Linked DNA regions of Sus scrofa: all the other regions are linked to region 1. The links are chromatin contacts, called in public targeted proximity ligation maps. All regions are on one chromosome and are shown on one strand. The core of a region is the stretch at or near the end of the contact, and the rest is flanking DNA. Distances in the headings are between cores, read along the strand shown. Region 1 has its middle 10 kb from the start of GDAP1. Region 2 overlaps JPH1 (junctophilin-1). Region 3 overlaps JPH1 (junctophilin-1).

What was found.
Region 2: a targeted proximity ligation map of skeletal muscle shows a contact between it and region 1. A contact is called at or near these places in 3 of 47 Hi-C or Micro-C datasets (epiblast stem cells, heart right ventricle and skeletal muscle) and 1 of 2 datasets of targeted methods (skeletal muscle).
Region 3: a targeted proximity ligation map of skeletal muscle shows a contact between it and region 1. A contact is called at or near these places in 3 of 47 Hi-C or Micro-C datasets (psoas muscle and skeletal muscle) and 1 of 2 datasets of targeted methods (skeletal muscle).

The regions. Positions count from the first base shown.
Region 1 is chr4:61,605,151-61,607,850 of Sscrofa11.1, forward strand. No RefSeq gene overlaps it. Among named protein-coding and RNA genes, the nearest start is that of GDAP1, 10 kb to the left of the region's middle.
Region 2 is chr4:61,674,133-61,676,832 of Sscrofa11.1, forward strand. The region is part of intron 2 of JPH1 (junctophilin-1); the gene reads left to right. Among named protein-coding and RNA genes, the nearest start is that of JPH1, 47 kb to the left of the region's middle.
Region 3 is chr4:61,696,285-61,698,984 of Sscrofa11.1, forward strand. The region is part of intron 3 of JPH1 (junctophilin-1); the gene reads left to right. Among named protein-coding and RNA genes, the nearest start is that of JPH1, 69 kb to the left of the region's middle.

The sequences.
Region 1 (2,700 bases), core at 116-2,615:
TTTTATCACCTTCTTTTTATGCTGAAAGGCATCTTCCCCAGGATTTAAGGTCATTTGGCATTTATCCTGGTAATTCAAATTAGAATATTTAATAATACATTGGAGTTTATTTGTTCAATGTCCTTGCTTTTGTCTTCTTTTAGTCACTAAATAATAAGCGGAGAAGTTAATTTATGCCTGCATTGTCCCTGGCCACATGAGAAAGATGGCATTAAAACTCAGAGACATAAGCTTTAAAGAAAGAAAATGCTAATGTTGCAAGGATTGCACTAAGTCAGATTTTGCTCATTGAAAGTATAAATAGGACAAGATAAGGTTCTGGGCAGCAGTGGGTCCCAGGCACCGAATAGTCATCCATGTTCCTTTGGCACCAACTTCAACACACTGGCATGATTTCTTTTTTCTTAGCCACCCAACGTCACCAGGGTCGTTGAGAGAACAAACACGAGAGCCAGTGCTGTAACAACTACTTCACTTATCTTGTTAGTCTTAATCAGATCCTAAAGAAGCAGAGTAGTGACAAGAAAATAAAATGCTAAAGTTTCTAGCGAGATACCAAAATCTAAAACAACATTTCATTTCATTTTTCACTTACAGTATCTCCCAAATAAAAGCAATTATGGTGATCCAGGGGAAAAAGCTTAATTTAAGTCCTAAGCATGGAACGGAAACAAATGGAAGCATGGAATTGAATCTGTACCTGTTCAAGCTACAGGAGGGACACAGGTGGCACATAGCCACAGTGACACGGGTGAACTGTGTGACCTTGGACTGGGTTGGAGAGACCAAGTGAACCCCAAAGATCCAGAGAGAAGGAGGTGGGCTTGATAAGAAATGATATCCTTTTAGAGCAGGGAGGTGTATCAAAAAAAGGGAAAGTGGTCAATTCAGGTGATGCTTTGGTTTTCAAAAGGCAGGGGGGGAAATTGGGTACCTATATATTAGCTTAAAATGTTTTTCGTCTAAAAAGAGACTGTATGCAAGTTATGAAAATATGAAAGCCCTGTGTGACCAATTCCACGTGGCCAAAGAAAGGAAAGATGGTAAAACCACAACCACCCAGAGACACTGCTGTATATTGTATGAAACTGAAATACACGTCGAAGAAATGGTGGGGAGTCAGGTCGCTGGGCTGGCAAAGGGAGGACCTGGAGAGTTTTGAAGGGAGGGAGACGCGGCTTCCTCCAAGACCTCCTGGAGCAAAGGTGCTGATTCTGTACAACCAAGGGGCTGAAATCCGATGGGCCCGCTTTAAATAACTGATGACCCACAAGAGCCCTCTTTTTCACCTTCCCCCTTACGCATGTGCCTTGATGGCTGTGGCAGCTGCAGATAACAGCAAGTTCTCAGGCAGACATGCAGGGAAGTTCTGGGCTCAGCTCTCAAGAGCCCTGAGCCAGCTGTCCGGAAAGCAGCAGCCGATTTAGAACACATTCCCCTGTGGCCAGAAGGGGGCCGAGTCCCCTCCAGCCCTGCGGTGGGGTCCGTGCCACCCTCCTTTGTGTACTAAGTCACCCCAAATCAAGAGGCTCTGTCAGGTAACTTTTTCTGCATGAATCCTCTATACCCCTGAGCCAGCCCCATGTAGCCAGGAGGCTGGTTAGGTGCCGCAAATGTGATCCCTGTCTGTCGCTTCGGCCTCAGCAGAAGAGCTAGCGACATGACCATATTTATTGCTGTTGCTATTCTGGGGTCTGGATGACGTTTTTCTCCCCTTGTGGCTGAGCACTGCCCGTTCATCTTTCACCGCTCCCCTCCAAGTCTGCGAGGCTCAAACCAGCGATGCAAATAGACTCTATCGGGAAGAAAGTTAAAATGAGAAGTTCTGAAGTATTCCCAAATCTATTTGCTGTGTGGCATGAAAAGTTATAAATTCTGTGGTCTTGTCTTCGAAATGTGTACTGTTAGCATCCCACTCTTATCACAAACTGCACTTGGTAGGACCTTGGCTAAGGAAAGAGAACGTGCGGTGGATAAACGGGGAGGGAAAACAATCTGGCTGATAAGCACTGCTTGGAAATTTGGCAAATGTTGACTTTTCCACCCTTGAGTGTTGGGAGTGTCCAAATGTTACCAGAACACTTGAAGCTTTTCACTTGCCTCGGGCTCTTCCTTACTAAGACACTCCTCTTTTGTGACGCAAAAGGGGCTAATTGACACGCCACAGAAACTCCTATTAAGGATACAATAGTGCAGGGCACAGGTGACACGGCTCCTAGAAAGTAACTATATACAGACTTTCTAAATGAAGAGCTTAGAGACATAAATAACTAATTACTGCATCATTGCGGGATGCACCCAATGAGCGTGATTCTGACTCGACCACTGACCCTTCTTCCTTACTGATTGCTCAGATCTTCCACCTTAGCTCATAATCCCCCCGAGTTCAGCCTCACCTGGCTGATCATCTGCCCTTGGCAATGGTTACATCTCTAGCTCTGCTAAAATGACTCTTCAGATTTCCTGAGCCATGCCGCAAATCCACTCTGTCACTCACAAGACAGCAGAACATTTTAAGGGAGGCAGTGGGTTGCAGAGCTGCGGGCATGGGCTCTGGAGCCAACCGCCTGGGTTTGAATCCCCCGCTGGGCCTTGGCCCAGTTGGGGCACCTCTTTAAACCTCCATTTCCTCTGTAAAATTAGGGCGATAACAGTAACCTCCTTCTAGGGTTGTTGTGAGAATTAAATGGGAAAAGATAT
Region 2 (2,700 bases), core at 164-2,663, 69 kb after region 1:
CCAAAAGCTGGGGCTGACCTCCAGGCTACAGAGGGCAGCGTTCACAAATCACCTCCCTGCTCACACTCTCTCAGCCTCAGTTTTTTGGCCTCTAGTTCAGGTTGTGTGAAGTATGCCCATGGCTGGTATAAACTTTGGGTTCCTGTCCCATTTTTTTCCACCCATCTTTGGGCCCCTGCCCCAAACCCAGATATTTGACCTGTGCCCCTTTACTTTCAGCACCTACCACCTGTGGTTTTATTGGTCTGTTTAATGTTAGCTCCTCGCCCAGGCTCCTAAAGAAATGGGATGTAATTTCTCTTCTCCTGTACTCTGTGATTCCTAGAAATAATGACACCTAAGCCCTTTGTTTATGGTAATCTTGGAGCAGGTATGATCTGTCTGTGTGTTAGTTGGTAATCATCACAGAGAAGCCACAATATCATCAAAACTGAACTGTTAATAAGGAAGATAATAAAAATATGTCCTCAAAAGCACGAATAGGGGTTGCCGTTTGTGACTCAGTGGAAACAAACCCAACTAATCCACTAACTCGGGAGGTGGATTTGACCCCCTCACTCAGGGGATTAAGGATCTGACGATGCAGTGAGCTGCAGTATAGGTTGCAGACACGGCTTGCCTCTGGCGTTGCTGTAGCTCCTATTCAACCCCTAGCCCGAGAACTTCCATATGCCACACGTGTGGCCCTAAAAATAATAATCATCATTTAAGTTATTTTCTAAAAGCCAACATGGGTCTCTCCTGCCTTGATTCTGACCTAAAAAGTTGTCTGACCACGACCTTTCCGTCCCTGTGTTCTGGGAGCTGGGAGTGCAGAAAAGCCCCCTCAATTCCTGGTTGTGTGAGGACCGTCCTGGTGGCTGTGAGAGCAGTCACACTCCAGGATCTGAGGGTCCTTTAGGGACATTATGCTCCCATTATCTGTGGTGATGTAGCCAAAATTATACTCCCGTTGGCAGCAATCCCATGGCAGGTCCTTGATCCAGACTTGTAAATGCGTGATTTACTCGAAATAGTTGTGCATGGTGATGGTGAAAGAGTGGCCCCTCCCACTTGTTTTCTTTGCCACGTTCCCTTTTACGAATGAGCTTGGACAGCATTTTAGGGAAAAAACTAAAAAGATTTAGGTGGTTTTATTACCTGAAAGAACACCAGGGAGCCCGGGGGGGAACACACTGGGGACAAACCAAATGGCATTTTCTCTACTGGAATTTGGAAACGCTTAGAGCACTAAGGGTACTGTGGGATTTATTTTGAGTTGTGTTTGCCTGATATTCAGAACATAATGATCCTCGGTAACACTTGTGTGCCTTCTAGTAAAAACGGGCATCTCCGTTCAGATCCATTTTCTTCGTGCCTGTTTTGCTACTAGGCAGATAAATTTGAAAGCTTGCAGCCCTGACTGCATGTAACCAGATAGTCTTGCCATGGGCCCCTCCTTTGTTAGGGACATTTAAAAATGGTTTCATATTAATTCACCAGTCTACGTGGGTGCATGTTTTTTTAACGTGACATTTCTAAGCTGGTTTTCTGGCTCATTCCAAAAAACAGAAGCCCCGTCTGTTATTTACTACCTGCCTGGGCAGTCAGATTTATTCGGCAAAATGTGCAGTAGAATCTTGGCAGTTTGCAGGTAAAGTCTGGTGGCTCCAGTAGTTAAAGTAAATACCTCCAGAGTAAATAGGCAGAAATCCTGGTTTCTGTACTGCAGCTCCCTAGAGGGGCTACAAGAAAAAGATCACTACTCCGATTTTAATGCCCCTGCCAGCAAAACGAACATGTCCACCCCAGCCTTTGTACAGTAAGGTCTCAAGGCAAAAGTCCTGGGCTTGGCAAATATTTCCTTAATAAAATAAAATATTTCCTTAAAACTGTAACTGTCTTCAGATCTTCATAATAGATTCTAGCTTTCGGCTAGCTTTGAACTGTGAAAGCTGGCAAGACCTCAACAACAGCTCCCTAGAAAAGTGGTTTTTGACCTTTTATTTAACTTTTAATGATTTTAGGGGGGCATTTCCAGCCTCTTCTTCTCTGAAGCAACAGTTTGACTCGAGGAAGCATGTACACCTTCTGTCTAGCACAGAAGTATGTAAACCTATGGCAGTGGATGGGGGGAGCGGTTGCGAGAGAGGTTAGAACCAAAAGTGTCTTAGAATGTCCACTTCTAAAAGCTCAGAAACTTGAGAGAGCTGGCTTTTGACAGCCATGCAATTTCCCATTAGGCTCTCTTGGTAGAGGCATTTCGTTTTATAGAAATTCGCATCTGCGGTTCAGCCTTTGAGAAATTATTTTGCAGATATTTCAGGCGCACGCAGCCGGGGAGCTGGAGGCATCTTCTTCCTTTCCTTTCGTTATTGTGTTTGTGTCTCAGAGTTGGGGGTGACTGCTCTTGGGTCCCTGCCACGTGTCATCGCTGCCAGAAGTCCACCCCGCTGCACCTCTTGCGGGGGTAAACACCTGAGAAGCCGGGAATGGGAGCTAAGCCAGCGTGTGTGACACAGAAACTCACGCAGGCAGCTCGTACAAAGCCGGCACACAATTGGAGTGTGTCGAAACGGGAAAAGGTGCCACGTGAATTTGCCATGTTTCTTCGCAGAGCAGGCCAATTTAAATATAGCCTACTACCACAGCTTGTCCAGAATTAAAATAGCCCAGAACAAGTGGCAAATGGCAGGGAGCGGGAATCTTTGCCAAGGGATG
Region 3 (2,700 bases), core at 162-2,661, 91 kb after region 1:
TGATGGACATGTTAATTAGCTTGATGACTGTGATCATTTCACAATGCATACCAAAAAAAAAAAAAAAAAAAAACCAGAGTTCCCGTTGTGGTGCAGTGGTTAACGAATCCAACTAGTAACCATGAGGTTGCAGGTTCGATCCCTGCCCTTGCTCAGTGGGTTAAGGATCCAGCGTTGCTGTGGCTCTGACGTAGGCCAGTGGCTGCAGCTCCGATTCGACCCCTAACCTTGGAATCTCCATATGCCACTGGAGCGGCCCTAGAAAAGGCAAAAAGACGAAAAAAAAAAAAAGTATTAGTCCATAGTTCAATTAAAAACTAAGGAAAAAACACAGCCGAGTGGGAATGGCTCCATCACCAAAGGGCTAAGTTGTCACAGATCATGAAAAGCATACAAGTAGATGTATGTGAATGTGCTTGTGGATGATTGCCTCCGTACACAGAAACCTAAGTTGCCATGAGTATGAGTGACACAGTGAGCTGTCCCCTTAGAACTCAGAAATAAGGTCGCCCTCTGAGAGTTCACCTCTAACATGAGCCCAGGAGACTGCATGGAAATATCCCAAGTGACCATTAAGTGATAGCATCACTATAGCACAGCAAGATTTCCTTGCAACCTGACTGTGTATTCAAACCTCGGAAGATTGGGTCACCCACAGCGGTATAGAAAAAGAGTCACAGAGGCAGACATTGGCAGTGCCCATCCACACACCTTCCAGAGGAGAGCAAAGCTGTGGCCAAAACCTTGGAGCGTTGCAGTTGCATTGGCAAGGACGTTTCTATTATGGGGAAGGATGCAGGGAGCTCTAGCCAACCATGTATGGCTTTATTGGCAAGATGATCCGAATGAGGAAATGGGCACATCAGCCTAGCTCAGCCCGATGCCATCAGATACTTGCTTCATCTCGTGCTCCCGCCCTGATTCCACATTCACCAGTAACCTTCTAATTTTGGTGGAGCTTCCCTTAGAGGTCTGCCAGCAGGGCGAGCCTGCCCAGGTGGTATCCGTGCAAGCTCCTGGCCTTTGTGAAGTGTGCGTTGCTCGTTGTAAACTGATGAACTGGCCTTCTGGAGTTATACATCAGTCTTGTGAGCCTTGGTCATGTGAGTCGGCCCCAAGGGATGGCTGTACTTCAAAGTGCTGATGAAACCGGGTTTCTAAGCCAGGAAAGCTGAGACGAGACTTTGGATGGGTCACTAAGGAAGTAGTGGGGACTCGGACACAGGGGAAGGATGATTGGAAAACTCTATGTCTGACTCTTTGCCCCACGGTTGTGATTTCCTTTCCATCGCGATTCATATTTTAAGTGATGTTTATCAGTTGTGGGAGGCGGCTGGTCATGAGATTAAAAAGAGACTCTGTTAAATGTATTACTGAGAGCCCTCTTGGGGGGGTAGTAGCCTTGGCAACGCCCTCGTCAGGCTTTGTCTTCCTGTGTGTAAACATGTGTATTAGTCACCATGGGTTGCTGTAACAAGCTACCATAGACTAGATGGTTTATACAATGGACATTTATTTTTTTCCGAGTTTTGGAGGCTGGGAGTCCAAGATCAGGGTGTCAGCATGGTTGGGTTCTGGTGATGGCCACCTTCCTGGCCCACACCTGGCTGCCTTCTCACTGTGTCCTCATACATGCATGTACCTGGAGAAAGAGAACTCGGGTGTCTCTTCCTCTTTTTTTTTTTTTCTTTTTTTTCTTTTTAGGGCCACACCGGCAGCATACAGAGATTCCCAGGCTAGGGGATCTACTCGGAGCTACAGCTGCCAGCCTACACCACAGCCACAGCAATGCCAGATCCGAGCTGCATCTGCAACCTACACCACAGTTCACGGCAATGCCGGATCCTTAATCCACTGAGCGAGGCCAGGGATCGAACCCGCAACCTCGTGTCATGGTTCCTAGTCAGATTCGTTTCCACTGTGCCACAGTGGGAACTCCTCTTGCTCTTTTTATAAGAGCATTAAGCTCATCACAACTCTCGCCCTCATGAACTTAACCTGAATTACCTCCCAATGGCCCCACCTCCAAATATCACATTGGGGGTTGGGGTTTCAACATGTGGATTTGGGGGGAGGGGGTGACAAAGTACTCAGTATATAATAGCGTGTGTGTACGCACATGCATACAGTATGTTGATGACTTAAAGTGAAGACTTCTGGTAAGAATTAGAAGTCTTAAGAATTGTCTGTGCCTATCATTAATATGTAACATTTGGGGTTAAGAAAAAAGAAGTCTCTTGGAATAGATGACTTTTAAACTCTCTTTCCAAACCCCAAATTCCAAATATGAATTTTTTTCATAGAAAAAGGGAAACAGAATAATCCACTGGTCAAGGTGAAATTAATAATTCATGGGTTTGGTTTGCTGGTTATTCTTTTTTTTTTTTTTTTTTTTCTCTTTTTGTCACTTCTTGGGCCACTCTTGTGGCATATGGAGGTTCCCAGGCTAGATGTCTAATCGGAGCTGTAGCCACCGGCTTATGCCAGAGCCACAGCAAGGCGGGATCCAAGCCGAGTCTGCAGCCTACACCACAGCTCACAGCAACTCCAGATCCTTAACCCACTGAGCAAGGCCAGGGATGGAGCCCACAACCTCTTGCTTGCTAGTCGGATTCGTTAACCACTGCACCACAATGGGAACTCCCTGCTGGTTATTCTTACCACTTGTTCATTCCAGTGTATTCGGTTCCACACACATGT